2 separate regions of the Mus musculus genome follow, and region 1 is linked to region 2. The links are chromatin contacts, called in public Hi-C maps. All regions are on one chromosome and are shown on one strand. Each heading gives the region's core, a stretch centred on a gene start, on an enhancer-like site or on the middle of the called end of the contact. The rest is flanking DNA. Distances are from core to core; before and after follow the strand shown.

What was found. A called contact is a pair of places that touch in the nucleus more often than the background predicts.
Region 1: a contact with region 2 is called in a Hi-C map of cerebellum, with 2.8 times the contacts expected there. The contact joins two enhancer-like sites. A contact is called at or near these places in 12 of 484 Hi-C or Micro-C datasets (cerebellar granule neurons, cerebellum, cerebral cortex and 6 more) and 3 of 115 datasets of contacts at active chromatin or transcription factors (embryonic stem cells, neural progenitor cells and stem cell-derived neural progenitor cells).

What each region holds. Positions count from the first base shown.
Region 1 is chr2:105,606,021-105,611,924 of GRCm38.p6, forward strand. All of the region lies in intron 1 of Pax6os1 (paired box 6 opposite strand 1), which reads right to left. It overlaps Gm35946 (a long non-coding RNA gene), which reads left to right and starts at 5,495. Exons shown (of 5, transcript XR_866617.2): 1 at 5,495-5,904. Within about 2 kb of position 2,346, at least 16 of the 459 cell types and tissues checked have an H3K27ac peak or open chromatin away from gene starts, as enhancers often do. A contact at or near this core is called in cerebellum, where this site is marked.
Region 2 is chr2:105,520,078-105,525,685 of GRCm38.p6, forward strand. The region is part of intron 1 of 4930527A07Rik (RIKEN cDNA 4930527A07 gene); the gene reads left to right. Among named protein-coding and RNA genes, the nearest start is that of 4930527A07Rik, 46 kb to the left of the region's middle. Within about 2 kb of position 3,589, at least 19 of the 459 cell types and tissues checked have an H3K27ac peak or open chromatin away from gene starts, as enhancers often do. A contact at or near this core is called in cerebellum, where this site is marked.

The sequences.
Region 1 (5,904 bases), core at 1,096-3,595, 85 kb after region 2:
TTTCTCTAGAAACCCAGGGCAGCCCTCCAGATGAGTACCTTACTTTCTACTCATTAGTGAGGAGCTCCAGTGAGAGAGAGCAAGCACCTGTGTGCAAAGATCTGCGCATAAAAACCAAGAGTTGGATTCAAATCAGGATTCCACAGACTGAAAGAGCTGAGGGCAGGATTTAGGAAGAGAGGGAAGCTACAGGCCGGGCAAAGGAACAAGGTGAGCCAATAACCTCCTATCCTAAACTCTGGGATGGAGAATTCCAAAGGCTGCCAGGAAGAAGAATCTCTCAAAGGGAAGGAGGAAGTGTGTAGCTGCAGGCAGCTCAGAGCTTCAGCACTGCTGTCTTTCTCTCAGCGCAGGAACTACCAGAGCAAAGGAGCTATCAGTCACTGTGAATCTCCAGAAGCAGCCCCCCCCGGGGGGGGGGTGAGCCTAGAGGCCCTGACAGTGAAGCCACAATAGAGGAAAGAAGGTCTGAACGAATCAAGGCAGATCCAGCTGCTCCCAAAAGCTTGGCTTTTCAGCACCCTGTTTCACAAAGCCACTGTGTATTGAGTGTCTGCCACTTGCAACAGGGCATTGGTTCATATATACATAAACAGGCTTTGGAAATGTGTCAGTGGGTAAGAGTTGAGGAAAAACGTTTGTTACATTTGAAGTGATTTCTGTAAAGTTTGAAGTAACTAATCTAGTGGGTTTCCATTGGCAGCTGTCCTGTCTTGTGCCGGTGTAGTATTCACAATCACTCAGATTTGCCAAGATATGAGGTGTCCCTGACATAGAGGCAGAGTGTGCCCCTTCACCTTGCCACTGTTCAAATGTTCTGGAGATCACTACAGTGTCCTCGGGGCTCATCCTCCCCTGAAGGGCGCTCTCCCTGAGCAGCTGTCACGAACCCTCCCTTAGCAGCTGTAGCCACCATCCATCTGCTCCATAAACTGACTTGGGATAAGGACTGACTGTCGGTGGCTACGTCAGACACATCATATTTGATTAGTGTCTATCTCCTTATATAAAATGGGCTCCCGAGGGATGCTTCTTTAATCTAAGTAGTGGGATTTGGGGTTCTTTGAAGATCAAACTCAAGTTTGCATTGAACTTACTCAACGTATCCAATCTCTACAAAGTGGATAAAAACTGCTTTTTGCTTTTTGCTTTTTTTTTTTTTGCTTGTTTTATGTCTGTGGAGCATAAGGGACTCATATTTGTTAGGCACAAAAACTGACACTGGGTGTTTTTGTGAAGATGTGGGGGCGAGAAGAAGGATCTCTTCCTCCAACAAGCGATCTTCACTGAACACCTGTCCTGTGCCTGCTCCAGGATCCAGGGGAAGAAGGCCTGTGTGTGGTGGTGCTGGCCCTGCCTCAGGAAGTCCCTGCATCCATCCTGACCTTTACCAGAAGGTGCAGTGGGAAAGGATTGATACCGGAAGAAGGGGCCTGCTTCATACACTAAGACCTTGGGAATTAGAAATACCATAATTGGCTTTGGATTCAGCTCAGATAGCTAGAGTAGCTAGCAGACATGAAGTCCTGGGCTTTCCAGAACTATATAAAATGGTGTCACAAGCCTATAATCCCAGCCTTCAGGAGAAGGTGGCAAAAAATTAGAAGTTCAGAGTCATGTTCCACTATGTGGTGAGTTTGAAGCTGTCCAAGGCTACATGAGATCCTGCCTCATTTTAAAGGGATGGGGAGGGGGGGTTGGGGCTGGTGTGGTGGCAAGCATGTGTCATCCCAGATCTAGAGAAATGGAGATAGGCAGGTCCCTTGGGCTCACTGGCAAGCTTGCCCAGACTATCTGCAATCTCCTGATTCCAGTGAGAAGCCTACCTGAAAAGAAAGAGAGCAAGTGAGAGAGGGAGGGAGAGGGAGGAAAGGAAGAAGAAGGAGAAGAAGAAGATAAGAAGGAAGAGGGAAAGAAGGAAGGGACAAAAAAAGGAAGAGGAATAAAGAAAAGCAACACAGTAGAAAACATCTTTTTATTCTAGCGGTTGTTCTTTCTTTCCTCTTCCTTCCCATAGTGTATGTTGGACACACCCACCCAAGGCTGCTCAACTCAGATTTGAATGATTCTGATGGAGGCCTGCAGTCCCCATGGCTGCCCAGTTCATGTCCAGTGCATCCCCAGCCATCAGCAAGTGCAGAGAGAACACTCTTTGTGACCCAAAAGTGCCAGCTTTTCCATGGGTGCTCTGCCTGAGTCTGACAGAAAACAAAATGGGAATTAGACACGTGTGGTGGTTTCAGCATGAGACAGTTACTCGGTTTAATGCCAAATACAAACAGAGAAGAAGGGAAGTGTGTTTGCCAAAGGGAGCCCTCCCCACGGGCTCTGGCCTGGCCCCAGACTGGTTGACAAAGAGCCACAAAGATGGCAGGGTCAGAGCACAGCAACCGAATTCCTGTGTGGCTCACGAGGAGCAAGAGATTTGGCCTCCACAAAACCAGCCTGGTGGCCGTGAAGGATCCTTTCATGCTGGAGTCTGTCCGTTGCCCTTCTTGCTTTTAAGTCCTCCCACTTTGCTCGACATTAAAGACTTTGATCCTCGATGTCAGACCTTCCTTTTAAATGCATCTTCCTTGTCTCAATATGCCATCTAACGCAGCAACTGCGGGTAACATTTCAGTGCAAGATAGAATTCAGCTCCTCAGTCACCCTTGCCACACTGCAAGGACCCCCGTGCGGGACAACACAAAATACAGACCTATCAGGCAGACCTGGTCTACTCCAGGAGCACTTTAACCTTGGCTTTCTTGATAGGTACAGAGGAAATGCGTGAGTATTTAAGCCAGGCAGAACTCTAATCCCAGCCCCCCATTTTAGCAAAGCCTGGACTGGGTGGACCTGTCATTGCACTGCCTCTTCCAAATGCCTCTTGTCACATGCATCTCTGTTCCTGGTTGGCGCCTTGGATCTGAGTCACTGCTGTTTCCCTTTCCTTCCAGCCAGGAAGTTCCTGGGGTACATACAACTCAGCTCGATGTACGCATGCACAGCACAGGGCTCTGCTAACAGCAGGACTTCAGCGTTCAGGAAATCACCTCTGTGGCGTGGGTGGCAATTCATGGTCTTCTTGCTGCTTCGGGGAAAGACTTGCAACTTGAACAGCTAAAAGGCTGCTTTAAGGGTCATCTAGATCATGTGTATTACTGCATGCTTACTGAAGAGTTAACCACGGATCGGGCGCTGTGCTGTGTTTATCCGCACTGAGTCTTCAAGTAAACATGAGTTTCACTTGCTAGTTTGCAGATGAAGAAACTCATTCAGAGAGGCTGAGTGATAACCCTTTGGGTACACAATGAAAGGCACAGTTGGTCTGGCTCCAAGCGATTCCTGAGACAGACTGGGCACTATACTAGGTTGCTTCCAATGTGGGCACTTAGAGGGAACAGTTCTTTCCTGGGGTACAGGCTCTGCTACCACCCTCATTCTGAAGCTGCAAGTGTTGAACCATAAATACCAACAAGATGATGCAAAGATGTTAAAGATGGGTGGAATGTGATCTGGGGCTCAAACATAACTTCCCAAACCCATCTCTCTCTCCATCCTGGGAATTTGAACCCAGAACCTAACAGTTCCTGGACAAGTGCTGCCCTGCTAAGCTACTTCCCCGGCCTTCTAAATCAGTTTTCAAAGCCAAAAACACGCAATCAGGCCTTCTTCTCCCAAAATATATGTGTGCAATTACTTAGGCTTAGCGGTTTCTCTTCGATAATTCTAATAGAATACTTAGAAATAGAGCCTTGGAGATAGCTCAGATGGTAAAGTGCTTTCTGTGTAGGCAGGAGACACTGAATTTGATACCCAACTATCTTAGGATTTCAATTGTTGTTATGAAACACCATGATACTTGGGAAGGAAAGGATTTATTTGGCTTATACTTCCACAGCACTGTTCATCATTCCTGACTAGGAAAGGGATTTAAACAGGGCAGAATCCTAAAGTCAGGAGCTGATACAGAGGCCATGGAGGGGTGCTGCTTACTGGCTTCTTCCCATAGCTTGCTCAACCTGCTTTCTCACAGAACCCAGGACCACCAGCCCAGGATGGAACCATCCACGGTGAGCTGGGCCCTTCCCCATAGCTAACTAATTAAGGAAATGCCTTACAGCCAGATCTTACGGAGGCCTTTTCTCAATTAAGTTCCCCCCATGTCAGATGACTCTAGCTTGTGTGTCAAGTTGACATGAGACTATCCAGTACACCATATCATGTGAAAGCTAGGTGCAGTATTTTGTACCGGCAAACCCAGTACTGGAGAGGTAGGGTCAGGAAGGACAGAGGCTTGCTGGCCGACCAAATGGGCAAGCTCCAGGTTAAATAAGACATTCTCTCAAAAACCAAGGTGGAGAATTGATTGAGGAATAACCCAGCACCAACATCTGGCCTCCACTTACACACTGACACATGCAACCACACACACACACACACACACACACACACACACACACAAAGAGACAGAGACAGAGACAGACAGAGAAGTTCAAGGCCATCCTTGGCTACTTAGTGAGTTGGAAGCCATCCTGGGCTTTTTGAAATTCTGTCTCAAAACAAAACAAAACAACAACACAAAGAATACTCAGAGATATGCATCTCAATTTAGCCATGAGCAAATTTATTATAATATATGTGAGAGGAAAAAGGAGGCAAAGAAAATCAAATATACAGCAGTTGGGGATCAATTAAATAAATAGCATTTCAACTGTAATCTGCAAAATTCATCATTTAAAATGTTATAGCGTGGATATGCATTTAATGGTGTTTAAATATTTTTTGAGTCATATTCGTTGGGGGCAGGAGCAAATCACAAAGCAGTATGCTCCTAGTGGCCCAATTTTGGTTACGGCATGGTGGAACACATTGTCTAAACAGAAAAACATGTAAGTGGAGGGGCCAGGTGGTATACTCCCCTCTCTCTGACGGACAGTGCTACCGTGGCTTTCTAGCATCATGTGTCTAGGTTTGCTGAGTGGCTTACCGAACACCTAATAGTCACTATTTCAAACTTTCCTCAGAAACCATTTCTATTGCCACAACCTGCATCTGGTGGAAGAGAGGTGCCTCCCTAGAGGAATGAGAGGCCGGAGCTCCACACACTGATGCACACGGCCCTTTCCCATTCCTGGACCAACAATTGGCCTGAACTTTTATGGGCAAGGCTATTTATTTTCCAATCAGAGGCTTTGAGTAGGGACTTCTAGGGGTAAACTGGTAGCTTTGGGCAGCTTTGAAGCATCACAAGAGGGAGGTTTTGTCGCCTGAAGATTTAGGAGGGCAGGCCCTCTGGACTGTTTTATTGGCTTCTTTTACATATGTATAGCTGGGAGCGGGGTGGGGCCACTGCTCGCTGGGGACAGGACCTCCCCAAAGCCAAGAGCCACAGAAACCAGGGGAAATGCTGGAAACTTCTCAAACATCAGCCCTTTGCCCCCAGCCTAAACCATATCCCCAACATCCTCTCTCCCAAGTAGAATTCAGAGGTGGGAAGCCTGGCCTCCAGTAGCAGATGAGGGCAGCAAACATTTAATTTCTATGATCTACAAATAAGTTTAAATTACTACGCTAGTTACAGTTGCTATTTTGTGTTAGAGAGCATTGGAAGGCATAAACACACCCAGTTACTGCTCCTACTAAATGCTTGCTCATTCGGTAATAACATCCTAATCTCCTTCCTTCCCCTCCTCTCCTTCCTTCCCTCTTTCCTTCCTCTTCTGTCCAGGCTTTGCTGGCTAGCTTGTCTCCTTCCTCCCTTGGCTCCAGCTAGGAAAGAGATCTTAGCACCAACAGACACCTCTCTCTCTCTCTCTCTCTCTCTCTCTCTCTCTCTCTCTCTCTCTCTCCACCAGTTCCCTAGCTCTCTCGGCCCCCAATTTTCTAACCCCCGGCAGTTGTACAGACAAACCATCG
Region 2 (5,608 bases), core at 2,339-4,838:
AAGTTGTAAAGAGAGTTAAGGCTGTCCATTGCCTGATCTTAAGACGAGGAGGCAGTGGGAGGGGACTCAGTATAAACACATGGACTTTAAATCGAAGAGAGAAAGAGAGGGGGAGATAAATGTCGAAACTGAGAAGTTGCATTGTGAAAATGGACCCAGCCACAGTCATTGGCTCTGAAGATGGAAAGTCGACACAAATCAAGAAATGAGTAGTCAGCCTTTAAAATCTGGTAAAACAAGGAAATTCTCCCCTTAGAGCTTCCAGAAAAAAAATTAGCCAGCTAATATCTCTGCCTTTAGCCACTAAAGTTTGTGTAGACACCTGGATCTTGAACATAAGGCCTTGTGCATTCGGGGCAGGCACACTGTACCACTGAACTGCATCTGCCAGCAGTCGTGTTGAATTTCTGACCATGGGAGCTGTAAAATAATAAACCTGTGCTGGTTTAAGCCATTCAGCTTGTGGTCATTTGTTATAGCAACTGTATGGAACTGGCACATGCTTTAAGTAGCCTCAAACAAGAAACACTCTGATTAAAAGGATTTCTTATTAATACCAGTTTTGAGACCATTCACAAATACTGTGTTACTGCGATCTGTGTCAGGTGCATTTTGAACAATTTTTGAACAGACTCAAGGTTATTCCTCTAGTTGTATTATTTTCTAAATGATTTCCCTTGAGCTGAAGAGAAAGGGCTGAGTTGATATCCAAAGGCTTTGAATATGCATAATTCACTGATAATGTTGTTGTTGGTCGTGGTGGTGGTGGTGGTGGTGGTGAGACAAGGTCTTTCTCTATAGCTCTGGCTCTGCTGAAGCTATTTAGACCAGGCTGGCCTCACACTCACAAAGCTCTGCCTTTCAGGTCTTGCACATGAGCTGCCACTCACTCCCTGCTGTTGTTTTTCTATTCAATTTGCTCTGTGCTGCTCTCTGTATTGCATCTCTACCATAGCCCGAGACAGCTCATGTGGAGAGTGGGACTTAAGATCTGAGCCTATCATTTATAGGGCATTGATTACCCACCAGAGTATCCTGGACATTCTCAAGCCATTGGTCAATTCTATTGCTACCCTGGCTATCTGGCTAAGGACTCTGCCTTGCATAATTCTACAATTACCAAGAGGCTTCTTTTTGCCACATGATTAAGACATGTCACATCTACCACCATCACCAGGAAGGTAGCAATTGTTGACACATCGCAAAACCAAAATGAACCAACCGTCATTTTTATGGTAAGATATTCGATGAGCTGATGTCTTCTCTGACATGTTTTCTTAAATGTCTGATATCTTGCTACCATTGGCTGTCTATGTGCTGGCATGAGAGAAGAGGAAATATGTTTTGCGTTTGTCATGTTGTTCTCACCCTAGTATTGCTAATCCCCTTGACAGATGAAGAAGCTGAGGTGTGTGGGGTGAAGCCTTGAGTTCAAAGGCAGCTCCTAAACTCCAAGTGATGTTGGACCTCCAAAGCTCCATAGCAGATGCAGCCTCACCATCTCTTATGTCCTTCCAACTTAAAGCATTAGTATGTCTTGATTTCCTGCAAAAAGCCTCATGACCTCAAGGCCATCATGGTGAGGGTGCCTGGCTCGAGCTTGCTCCTAGGGTCACTTCTGTCCCCTGTAAACAGATTACATGTGAGGCAGTGCTCTCTCTCTCTCTCTCTCTAACGCTCTCTCTCTTCCTCCTCCTCCTCCTCTTCCTCCTCCTCCTCCTCCTCCTCTTCCTCCTCCTCCTCCTCTTCCTCCTCCAAATTCGCTTGAGGCTGTTTTCTTGAGACATCAGTGGCTTTAAAGCAAAACAAGGATTTGCTAACAAAACATTCTACCCCAGATGAGTCACGGTTCAGGTCCTCCTCAGGAGAGGCAGCCAAGTGCGAAGTCTGAGAGACTCCAAGGGCTCTCTCTCTCTCTTCCCTCTTCACCAGACTGAACTCCCCAAACACAGCAGAGGCAAAGTCACGGCTGTTTGAGCACGTTAACAGGATGGCTTCTGGGGGGTGATAAAGGCCAGAGAATGGAGGCCTGAGAGACCTTTGTGTCCTAAGCCTTTGACCCCTTTGATGAGACAGATGTGCAGGCCAGGCCTTCCTTCCCAGGGCAAGCTAACCCTCATTAAACAGCAGGAAGGCTTCCTTGGTGGCAATGAGCAGACACATGCCTGGCTTCCCTGGCAGCAGACGGAATGGGAAGAGATAATCCCCCTGTCATCAGGCCCCACACCCCCTCAAGACTCCAGCACTGGCTCCTGTAACATGTGCTCACCTTGATTTATGGTTGACCTTGGGAAAGCCAGCCTCTGACTTTGGCAGCCTGTCTCCTGGCCATCATTTTTCTAGATGGAAAGAGCTCTTTTTGGTTAGTGTCTGTAAGTATCCCATCTAAGTCAGAGTTTCTCGAGATGCTTGCGGCTCCCCTGGAAGCCACTCTGCTAGCTTCCCTGGGATACTTTGCAGATGAAGGTAGGAAAAGCCAGGAGGAAAATTTCCCTAAGTTGGAGAGAGGACACATCCACCCTGTCCGCCAGAGTGTCATCAGTCAGTCTACAGCACCAACGGGCCCACCACCTTGCCAGACTGACTTAATAAAGACAAAGGACATGGGAGTTCCACAGTCATGACTCTTAAACCTCGTAGAGGCTATATAGAGTGTAAGTAGCACCTATGTTAACCAAATAGTGTCTCTAACATTAACTTTCTCTAACTGGAAATGTCTGCCTGGGACATATTGACCAACAAGACTTAGAATGGAGCTTAATGGGTTGACTCTACAGATGGTGGGACTACATGAGAGCCATGCTCTGTTGGACAATAATTACAGCTAGTATGTACAGGGTGATGATCATACATTGTACCGCTTCATCACAATATGCTGCTGGAGTATCAGTATTGTTCATATTTATAGAAGAGGCGAGCAGCCCAAAGAGGTTAAGTAACTTGCTTAAACCTTGACAGCGACTAAATGGTAAAACTTGAGGTTTGAACCCACACACACTGGCTCTGGAGTGCATAACCTCATCATGATGAGTTTAACCTTGAAAGCTGCCTACAAGAAGAGGAATTGTGCCTCACAGAAAAGTCAATCCTACTTGATGTTCAAATTGACTTTCAATGTGCATGTATTTGTGTAAAACACATGAGTGCGCACATATGTCCACATTGTAAACTGAGAGTGAATGCAATTCCCATGCTTGCACCCTAGCTCCTGGAAGCCAGGACAGGCCTTCCCTCTAGCACAATTTGTCAAAATCCTTGAAGTAGAGGAGTCCTGACTCTGACCAGAGGCCCCCAAGGGCCAGACAACTACTGGCCAGGAGATGGCGCTGTGTCACTTTCCTACTTAAGGCGCTTTTGTTTTCTTCCGGCTGGTGGAGGTGGGGAGGCCAAGTTCCCTGATTTGCAATCTCAGTCTCTCTGTCACTTCCTTCAAATGAGCTTGGAGGTGTTCAGCAGATGACAGTCCTGAAAACGGGCCAAAGCTGTTCTCTTAATCCTGTCTCAGGGTGCACTTGAAAAGGGTGTTTCCAAACAAGTTTGCAGATTCCATCTGTCACAGCTACACTCCTCCTGACCTCTTGGCTCTCACCAGAAGAGGGAGAAACACTCCCAACTTGCCCCACCTTGAAAGCAGCTTGGGCAGGGCTGTGGAGGAGACCCTGGCACTCGCTGCTGGCTAAACTCAGCCTGCTGGAGGAGGAACATTGCCCTCCCACCCATCCCCAAACCCCAGTGTTTGGATGAACTCCCAGAGGTCACATCCATCTGGGGCTTGGTGGTTTTGCCTGATGCTCAACCAGTGTTGGCGTGGCCTCTTTCTCAGAGCCTAGCAGGAGACTCATAGCCGGCATTTTCAGATCAAGCAAATCTTTAACTGACCTGAGAATACTCATCTTCCAGTGATCTCCACTGTCTCCCTGGTCTTCAGATAAGGAAACTGAGGCCAGGACAGAGGAGGGAGGACTCGACCTGATATATGGAAGATCTGTAAGCTAGATATGTCTCAAGCCCTGGCCAAGTCAAGAGCCATCATGTTAGGGCAAGGCATGACTGTGCAGCACATAGGACAAGCAGCTTTTGGATTCAGACAGCCTGGGCTTGCGTGCCACAGATCTTAAGTATGTCCCTGCGACTCTAAGGAAATTACTCTATGTTTCTGACCCTGTCTCACCTAGAAAAGGGAGCACAGCAACACCTATATCAGGAATACTAAGCCAGGAAATGCATACAGCATACACAGAAGGTGTTCTAGTTGTGTTTCTGTAGCCTTTAGTGGAGTCTTTGTGTTACTTTTAGCCCTAACCAGAGAAGCTAGATTGAAGCCTGGGTAGTGTCAACGTGCTGCTTTGTAACTCTCCCCCGTTAGACCACACAGTTATTTCCAACTTCACTTTTTAACACAGAAGTTAGCTTTCTCTATCCCTTTAAGATGGGGGGGGGGGGGAAGGGGGACAAAACCAGCCTTAGCATATGCCAGCATCCTCTTAAAGGGTGTCCATTTCCAGGTCTTGCTCCTGTCTTTCTAAAGCTCATCCCTTGGCAGACATAATCCTAAATATTCTGAGCAAATCCTCTAATTTGCAAGTGTAACAGTGATACCAGTTGGCTAATGCTTCCGTGAGAATTCTTTCCATCAGATTGCCTTCTTGATAATACATGCATTAAGGAACCTGAGATGTTTATGTGGATGAAGAAGACCAAAAATATAAAGGGTGTAACTTCTGAGTTGAGCCAAGGGGATACCATAAGAAGTCTGAACAGCAAGAGGCAGCCAGCTAGTGTGAAGTATGGAAAAAAGGCATCAAATGAAAAGCAGGTTCCAGCCACAGAGCAGGAGGGCAGCAGCGTTCACCTTCTGTGAAAGACTGGTGCAGCTGTGTCTTTGTAGGAACATAGTCAGTCCCGTTTGTCCCCTTCCTCTCACCACAGCATTGGTAGGGGACAATAGAAGTAGTCAGGTCTTGGGCCTGACTCAGATACCTTCCAAGGAAGACATGATGTTAAACTCATCTTGACTCCGGTGAGCTGTCAGTCCTGAGGGCAGACTTGGAAGAAGGCTCTTGCTTGTACTCCGGCAGGCTGAGAGACCGGCGAAGACCTTTAAACAGACCCCAGGCTCTGGTGGTTGATTCGTCATATACTTTGGTCACTGGGCATCCCCGATGGAAGTGTCCTGTGCTTTGAGAGGTCTGCCTCACCTAATACTCTGGTCTCATTGCATGCCTCTGCTGGCTCCAGACCAAGCCATGCTGGTCTCTTCCTGTCTCTGAAAGTCCTATGCTCATTGCCACCTGCCAAGAATGACCTTTGCCCTGGTTTTCAGTGGCACTCAGCTCACACAAAAGATCATCTCATCAAGGAAGCACACTCCAACTCCAGATGAACTGCTCTCTCCACCCGCTCTCCAAGGGCTTTCTCCCTGTAGCATGGCTTAGGTGGGCAGTGTAGGTTCTGTGCACCAGGAAGCTGCCTTCTCTCCACAGCTACGGTCCAGCAAAGGGTGGAGAGACTCAAATACTTGTCTCTGAGTGGCTGAGTTCCTCTCCCTCCATCTGTCTCCTCATCTGTCACAGCTATTCCTTTGTTAACCCCTCCCTTCCCTGTCATG